2 separate regions of the Danio rerio genome follow, and region 2 is linked to region 1. A link is a contact called in public Hi-C data. All regions are on one chromosome and are shown on one strand. Each heading gives the region's core, a stretch centred on a gene start, on an enhancer-like site or on the middle of the called end of the contact. The rest is flanking DNA. Distances are from core to core; before and after follow the strand shown. Region 1 overlaps camk1da (calcium/calmodulin-dependent protein kinase 1Da). Region 2 holds the start of optn (optineurin).

Region 1 (3,791 bases), core at 1,220-3,719:
CAAACCTTATATATTAAATTTTGCCATCTGTAATTTTCTAATTTATTCTGTAATATATATATATATATATATAAATAACTAGAAAATGTTGCTCTGAATCATATTAACTAATGCAGTTTAATTTGTAGCATTTATAATGAGCTTATTACAGTAAAACATAATCAATGCCATTTATAATACAAGTTCAGTTTGTTACACTAGTCAATACACTAGTCAAGCTTACTTTGATTTGCTTGCAAATGTCTTGTGCAGTTTGCTGACAGTATTAACATTTTAAAAGTCTGATTCATTTACAGTATTTAAATGAATCATTTGAATCATTTAATTTCATCTTTTTTGTAGCTCTGCAATAAAATAAAGAAACAAAAGGTTACGTTAAATTCGAAATGAATATCATTCAATTCAATTCAATTCACATTAAATTGACAAAGGCATTTGCCCCAACCACCTCCCCCTCATTCTTTCTCTCTTTTCAGATGGGATGGTGGGCCAAATAAAAGGTCACCATGGACCGAGGGCCCTACTTTGGGCATCTTTGTACTATGATCATGTAATGAGTAATAATGCTAAAAAGTCAATCACATAAATATATAGTATATATATATATATATATATATATATATATATATATATATATATATATATATATATATAAAACTTGAAGTTATATTTTTAAAATATATGAATATATAACTGTTATAAGGTTGTTTCAAGTTGAAATTATATATTTTTTTATCCAACAAATGTAACGTTGGTGAGCAGAAGAACATTTTTTCATGGGTATATTGTATGTGACAAAATGATCCATTTTACTTTTTTAAGACAAAAACATTAGGATATGAATTAAAGATCAAGTTTCATGAAGATGTTTTGTAAATTTCCTACTGTATTGTGAATTACTAAGAGCTTCATTTATCAACTCAAAGACGATTTTCTTGATATTTTCAATTTTGAAACCCTCAGATTCCAGATTTTCAGCCTAATATTCATTCATTCATTTATTCATTTTCTATTCAGCTTAGTGCCTTTATTAATCCAGGGTCACCACAGCGGAATGAACCGCCAACTTATTCTTTTAAGCAGTGGTTGCCCTTCCAGCCGCAACCAACCTCTGGAAAACATCCACACACACACTCATTCACACACATACACTACGGACAATTTAGCCTACCCAATTCAGCTGTACCGCATGTCTTTGGACTGTGGGGAAAATCAGAACACCTGGAGGAATCCCACGCGAATGCAGGGAGAACATGCAAACTCCACACAGAAACACCAACTGAGCCAGCCGAGGCTCGAACCAGCGACCTTCGTGATGTGAGGCAAGAGCACTACCTACTGCGCCACTGCGTCGCCCAGCCAACAAAATGCACATCACCGGAAACAGCGTTATTGTATTATTGACACTTCTGTGGTGCAGAATCACATTTATTTAACGTATTTATTTAAAACTGTGTACAATAAGGGCGGCATGGTGGCTCAGTGGTTAGCACTGTCACCTCACAGCAAGAAGGTCACTGGTTCGAGTCCCGGCTGAGCCAGTGGGCATTTCTGTGTGGCGTTTCCATGTTCTCCCTGTGTTGCTTGCTTCGGTTTCCCCCACAGTTTAAAGACATGCGCTATACTGTAGGTGAATTGAATAAACTAAATTGGCCGTAGTGTATGAGTGTGAATGAGAGTGTATGGGTGTTTCTTAGTACTGGGATGCAGCTGTAAGGGCATCCGCTGCATAAAACATGCTGGAATAGTTTTAAATAAGGAATTAAGCCGAAGGAAAATAAATGAATGAATGTATGTATGCGATAAAAAATCGTCTCTAAAAAAATCCTGTTAATTCAAGAGGCTACTTTCAAAAACATAAAATCTAACCAATCCCAAATAATAGTGTCTATTAGTAAAAATATAATTGGTTATGTGTGTTTTTAGTTTTTAATGCTCTGTTTGCAGTGTGTCTGGAGGAGAGCTGTTCGACCGGATAGTAGAGAAGGGGTTTTACACAGAGAAAGACGCCAGCACACTCATCAGACAAGTACTGGATGCTGTCAACTACCTCCACACTATGGGCATCGTCCATCGAGACCTGAAGGTGAACAAACACACCCACAACACAAACACACAGTTTTCCCACTAGCTTCATTTTAACGTGTGTTTTTCACTCCAGCCTGAGAATCTGCTCTACTTCAACCCTCAAGACGGCTCAAAAATCATGATCAGTGACTTCGGCCTGTCTAAGATGGAGGGGACAGGGGATGTCATGTCCACCGCCTGCGGGACGCCAGGATACGTGGGTAAGAATAGATGGAGATGAGAGTATTTTGCTTCCTTATGAGTTGTTGATGTGTTTAAAATGCATGTTCATATACTGTATAAAAGTGCGTGCTTATAGATTTAGCCAGCAGAAAGTGATTGCATATGTTTGTGGGTTTTATCTACACTCGAAGCTTTTTCTTATCTCACACTGACAGAACTGCCCCAGAGTCGCCTGCTTTTCCCCTTAGATTAGAGCGACTGCAGCACTGTGAGCCAACATGGCTGTATGTTGTGCTGCTGCATGTCAAAGAAAAACAAAATAACAAAATAAAAAAGGCTGCAAAAAATACATATTTAAAACTACAACTGAATAAAAGTAATAATTAATTAGTGAAATAAAACTTACGAAAAACAAATACATACCAATAAACTTTGGACTACAAGGAAATGGAAAAAGGTACATCATGAATGTATATAATATAAAATATATTTCAAATTTATGGTGTATTTTTGTCATATTGTCTTGTAGTCCACAGTTTTTTTTTTTTTTTGGTACAAAATATGAACATGCTAGACAAAATAAGAACATGATCAAACATGTTGTAACATGGTAATATATTTTTGTTTTATGCTAAAACATGCTAAAAACATGCTAAAGCATGCTAAAAACATGCTAAAATATGTTGAAACATGCTCATGTATTTTTGTTATATTTTCTTGTAGTCCACAGTTTTTTTTTAACAATATACAAATTATGAACATGCTAGCAATGCTAAAACATTCTTGGTAATTGTCAAAACATAATAACAAGCACAAGTGTGAAAGCATGCTTATAACATTCTAAAACACTAGGGCAACAAATTGCGAAAACTGCGATAGCATGCCAACAACATGCTCAATTATGTTGAAACGTGGTAAATACATGATAAAACATGTTAAAATATGTTAAAACTTGCTAAAAATAAATGCTGAAACGTTAAAATATGCTAAAACATGCCAAAACATACATGCTAAAATATGGTGAAACATGCTAATGTACTCTTGCTATATTGCTTTATTTACAATATAGAAATGATGAACATGCTAGCACAGTTAAAACATCCTAGCTAATTGTCAAAACATGATGATAGGAAGCTAAAATTTGCAGTACTAGGTTGTTGTTGTTGTTGTTTTTTGTTTATTTGCAGTACTATGTATTTTTTTTTTCTTTTTTTTGGGGTCTGTTACAAAATGAAAAGGTACAAATGGAATTAAACAAATTATTTTTCAAAGATGCCAAAAGGATCAAATTTGTTTCATGTAAAAAAAAGAGATAGGTAAAAGAATAAATAGGTTTAAGTAATAAATAAATGATGTATGGGGTAATGGGGTGGGAGAATAATAAGCTTATGCTTCATCCCGCTCCATTTTCGACCATGTTGAAATGTATTTCTTTTTGTAATGACATTTTATGTATCATTTTTTTGTTCGAAAATAAATTAATCAAATCAAATCAAAATGTTATAGCATTCTAATAAAATTCTAAAACCTTTGGGCAACAA
Region 2 (3,553 bases), core at 799-3,298, 57 kb after region 1:
GCGTAAAAAGTGCTCAGTTTACAGATTCAGTGGAAAGTGAAGGCGCCCATGCAGGTTTATCCAGGGCCACTTCGCATAGTCTTGACCTGTCCGGACTGGTGTGGGTTCAGGAGCAAAAGTTCCCACGTCCTGCTCCTCCTCGATCCATCACCCCTAAAGTTTGTCTCAGGCCAATCGGACGCGCTGGAGTTTAAACAGCCAATAGAGGAGCTGCGTCCTGCGTTTATCACCAGCCGCACAGCTGCATTCTCTTTTTGGACTAATTTTCTGTCCTTATATACAGTTAAGGTCAGAATTATTAGCCCTCCTGGATTATTAACCCCCTTGTATATTTCCCCCCAATTTCTGTTTAATGCAAAGAAACACATTTCTAAACATAATAGTTTTAATAACTCATTTCTAAGAATTGATTACTGATTACGATTGATTTGACTAGATATTTTTCAATATATTAGTATTCAGCTTAAAGTGCAATTTAAAGGCTCAATTAGGTTGATTAGGCTAACTAAGTTAGGGTAATTAGGCAAATCATTGCATAATGATGGTTTGTTCTGTAGACAATCAAAAAATATATTGCTTAAGGGGGCTAATAATTTTGACCTTACATTTTTTAAATTAAAAACTGCTTTTATTCCAGCCAAAAATATAACATATAAGACTTTCTCCAGAAGAAAAAAAATATTATCAGACATGCTGTAAAAAATGCCTTGCTCTGTTAATCATCATTTCGTCATGCACCTTGGAATTATACGGTTCTATCTGTGTTCTGAATGATTGAGATATTGAGCTTTAAAGTTTTTGCATTCCATTTAGCAAACAGTATGTGGGTACCATTTGTTTTCAAAATAAAACATCTTAAAATGTAGACAACTTGTAAAAAAAATCCCATAATGTAAATAAGGTGTCATTTAATAAAAATATGTTAATAACTCAATTTTGACAAAAAAAGTCACATAACCTTATAATTCTAAGTCAAAAAGTCAACCTTATAATTCTAAGGTGACGATTTATATAAATAACTCTGTATGTATACTGTAACAGACCACCGACTGTGAGAATTCACTTTACACCAAAACTGCTGAATTCAATAAGCTAAATTGGCTGTATTGTAAGTGTGTGAATGATTGTATGGTTGTTTCCCAGCACTGGTTCGCAACTAAAAAGGCATTCGCTGAGCAAAACATATGCTGAATAAGTTGGCAGTTCATTCCGCTGTGGTGACCCCTGATGAATAAAGGGACTAAGCCTAAGGAAAATGAATGAATAATTATGTTTTTAGTGCATGATCACTTTTTTATTATTTAATAACTACAAATCAGAATAAGAATGCATTTGATGGATGATGGATCATGCATTTAATATCCCTGAAAAGTATTAGGCCTTCCTCAAAGTTTTATTTGGACACTAAAAAGGACGTCCTTGACCCATGTGCATTTAGATCTGTTTCTGTGGCTCCATCTAGTGCACAAACAAAGTCAATACATTCCATGAAAATTCAATGCATCCTCATTTCATTATCTTACAAATACTAATGATTGTGTATTAAAATACCATAACTGCACTGCTCCAATTAGTATTTTGGTCTTTGTATTTGATCATCTTCTCTATTTTATATATCCATGTTAGTTTATTGATTTTTTTAATTATTGTATAATAATTGTATATATGTCGTACAGTGACCTTGAGTTTCTTGAAAGACGCTTTGAATAAAATGTATTATTATTGCTATTATTATTTTTATTATTATTATTGTTATTATTATTATTATTATTATTATTATTATTATTATTATTATTATGTTTTCTGTATTGAAGCACATTATGCCAAAGCTATTTATAAAAGTTATGGAAAGAAAGTGCCAGGCTTTTTTTTTTCACCCACAGCATTTCCACATAAATAGGAAATCATGATGACTGTCATACTAAAATCAATATAGGGGTCTCGAAAAGCCCCTCGATTCGGCCTATATCTGAGTGCGTCACGCGGAATGACCTCAGCAGGGAAATCCCGTCCGCGTCATGACGCACTCCGTCAGCTGATTCAATGCAGTGAATGGAAGCAGCGCTACAGTAGATCCATATGAAGGTGGATAGACATAAACCTGTGTCAGGCTGACTGTAACGCACCAATCATTCTTGATATCATATATGTGCGTTTAGCGCTTTCCACTGACGTTTGGATCAGGAAGAGCAGCATTTCCCAAAACAAGTTGCTGTACACAAGACGCGATCGCCTGGTGAGTATGACAGTGCTATTAAATGCAAAAAGTTATTTAAAACTTGACATAAACGAATATCAATATATATATTGCCTATAATATGCGGCGCACTTATGAAACACATTGGAGCGGAGATTAACTATTATTTAATTTCTATCGCAAATGTCCTTGTTAACTTTCGTTTTCTCGTGACCAATTGTCTTGTGAAACGTCTCGGTGAGATTTTGTAACTGTCAGAATTTAGATAAGCGGACAGTCTCATGAGGAAACCTGAGTAAAGCATTGTTTACCACTCATGTATGTGTGTTTCCACATGTTCCCCAAATGACAGATTATAGAGAACTGTTTCGTGATCTTATCGCACTCTTATGAAGTAGTTTGGAGCTACAAAATAGCTTTGAATGGCCTTCTTTACTCATAGTGCCAATCTTTCAAAGCATCTATCCGAAGTTCGAGTAAATCCATATTTGATTAGTCAGCGAATAACACCACTTTATATCACCTTATATACAATGCAATACTTTCTCCATACGCGTCTGCACACAGCAACCTGTATATTTATAACAAATCTGTACATACAATTCAACATCCAGATGTTTTTGACCAACTGCATCTCTGTTTAATGTTTATTGTCTTTTATTTATATTTATTTTCGTGTTGTCACTTTATGTACACTGGATGCTTCTGTAGCCAAAACAAATTCCTTGTGTGTGAACTGAAGCACACTTGGCAATAAAATTAATTCTGATTCATATTGGCGTAAAGTTGGTTTAATATTCGCACTTCTTTCTTAATAATGTAATTTTAGAAAAATATTCTTTGAAAATTCTAAATATCATATTTGCAGCCAATGACTATCAAAGTACAACATTGTTCACAATTAAATAATTAGTGCTAATCTTGTTTTTAAGTCATACTTGCATGCAATTTTAGACCGAATATTAAAAGTAGCTTGGAAAAAACAATATAGGGAGGCTGTCACAAGTTTTCAGTGTTCAACAATGAATCAATGTGTGAATATAAAACCAACATCTGACCAGAGGAGAAATGGTCGTGCCCAACTGAGCCTGGTTTCTCTCTAGTTTTTCTTTTTCCTTCACTTTCGTCAATTGGTGAAGTTTATTCCTCAGCACTGACTCGCTTGTTTTGGGAGTTGTGCTCTTCAGTGTTTGGACTTTAAGTGAAATTAACCCACACTGACCTGAACTAAACTGAACTTCAACTCTGAAAACTGGACTGACACTGTTTCAATTTACAGGAAGACACAATCTACATTGTAAAAGCGCTAAAGAAATAAACATGAATTGAATTGAACTTTTCCTTTAATGTGAATCA

The links. A called contact is a pair of places that touch in the nucleus more often than the background predicts.
Region 2: a contact with region 1 is called in a Hi-C map of an unstated tissue, with 2.0 times the contacts expected there. The contact joins the promoter of optn here to the enhancer-like site in region 1. A contact is called at or near these places in 2 of 18 Hi-C or Micro-C datasets (caudal fin and an unstated tissue).

What each region holds. Positions count from the first base shown.
Region 1 is chr4:8,443,707-8,447,497 of GRCz12tu, forward strand. camk1da (calcium/calmodulin-dependent protein kinase 1Da) reads left to right here. Exons shown (of 11, transcript NM_001123060.1): 4 at 1,948-2,086; 5 at 2,162-2,288. Among named protein-coding and RNA genes, the nearest start is that of ccdc3a, 55 kb to the right of the region's middle. Within about 2 kb of position 2,470, at least 4 of the 62 cell types and tissues checked have an H3K27ac peak or open chromatin away from gene starts, as enhancers often do.
Region 2 is chr4:8,501,102-8,504,654 of GRCz12tu, forward strand. optn (optineurin) reads left to right here and starts at 2,049. Exons shown (of 14, transcript NM_001100066.2): 1 at 2,049-2,236.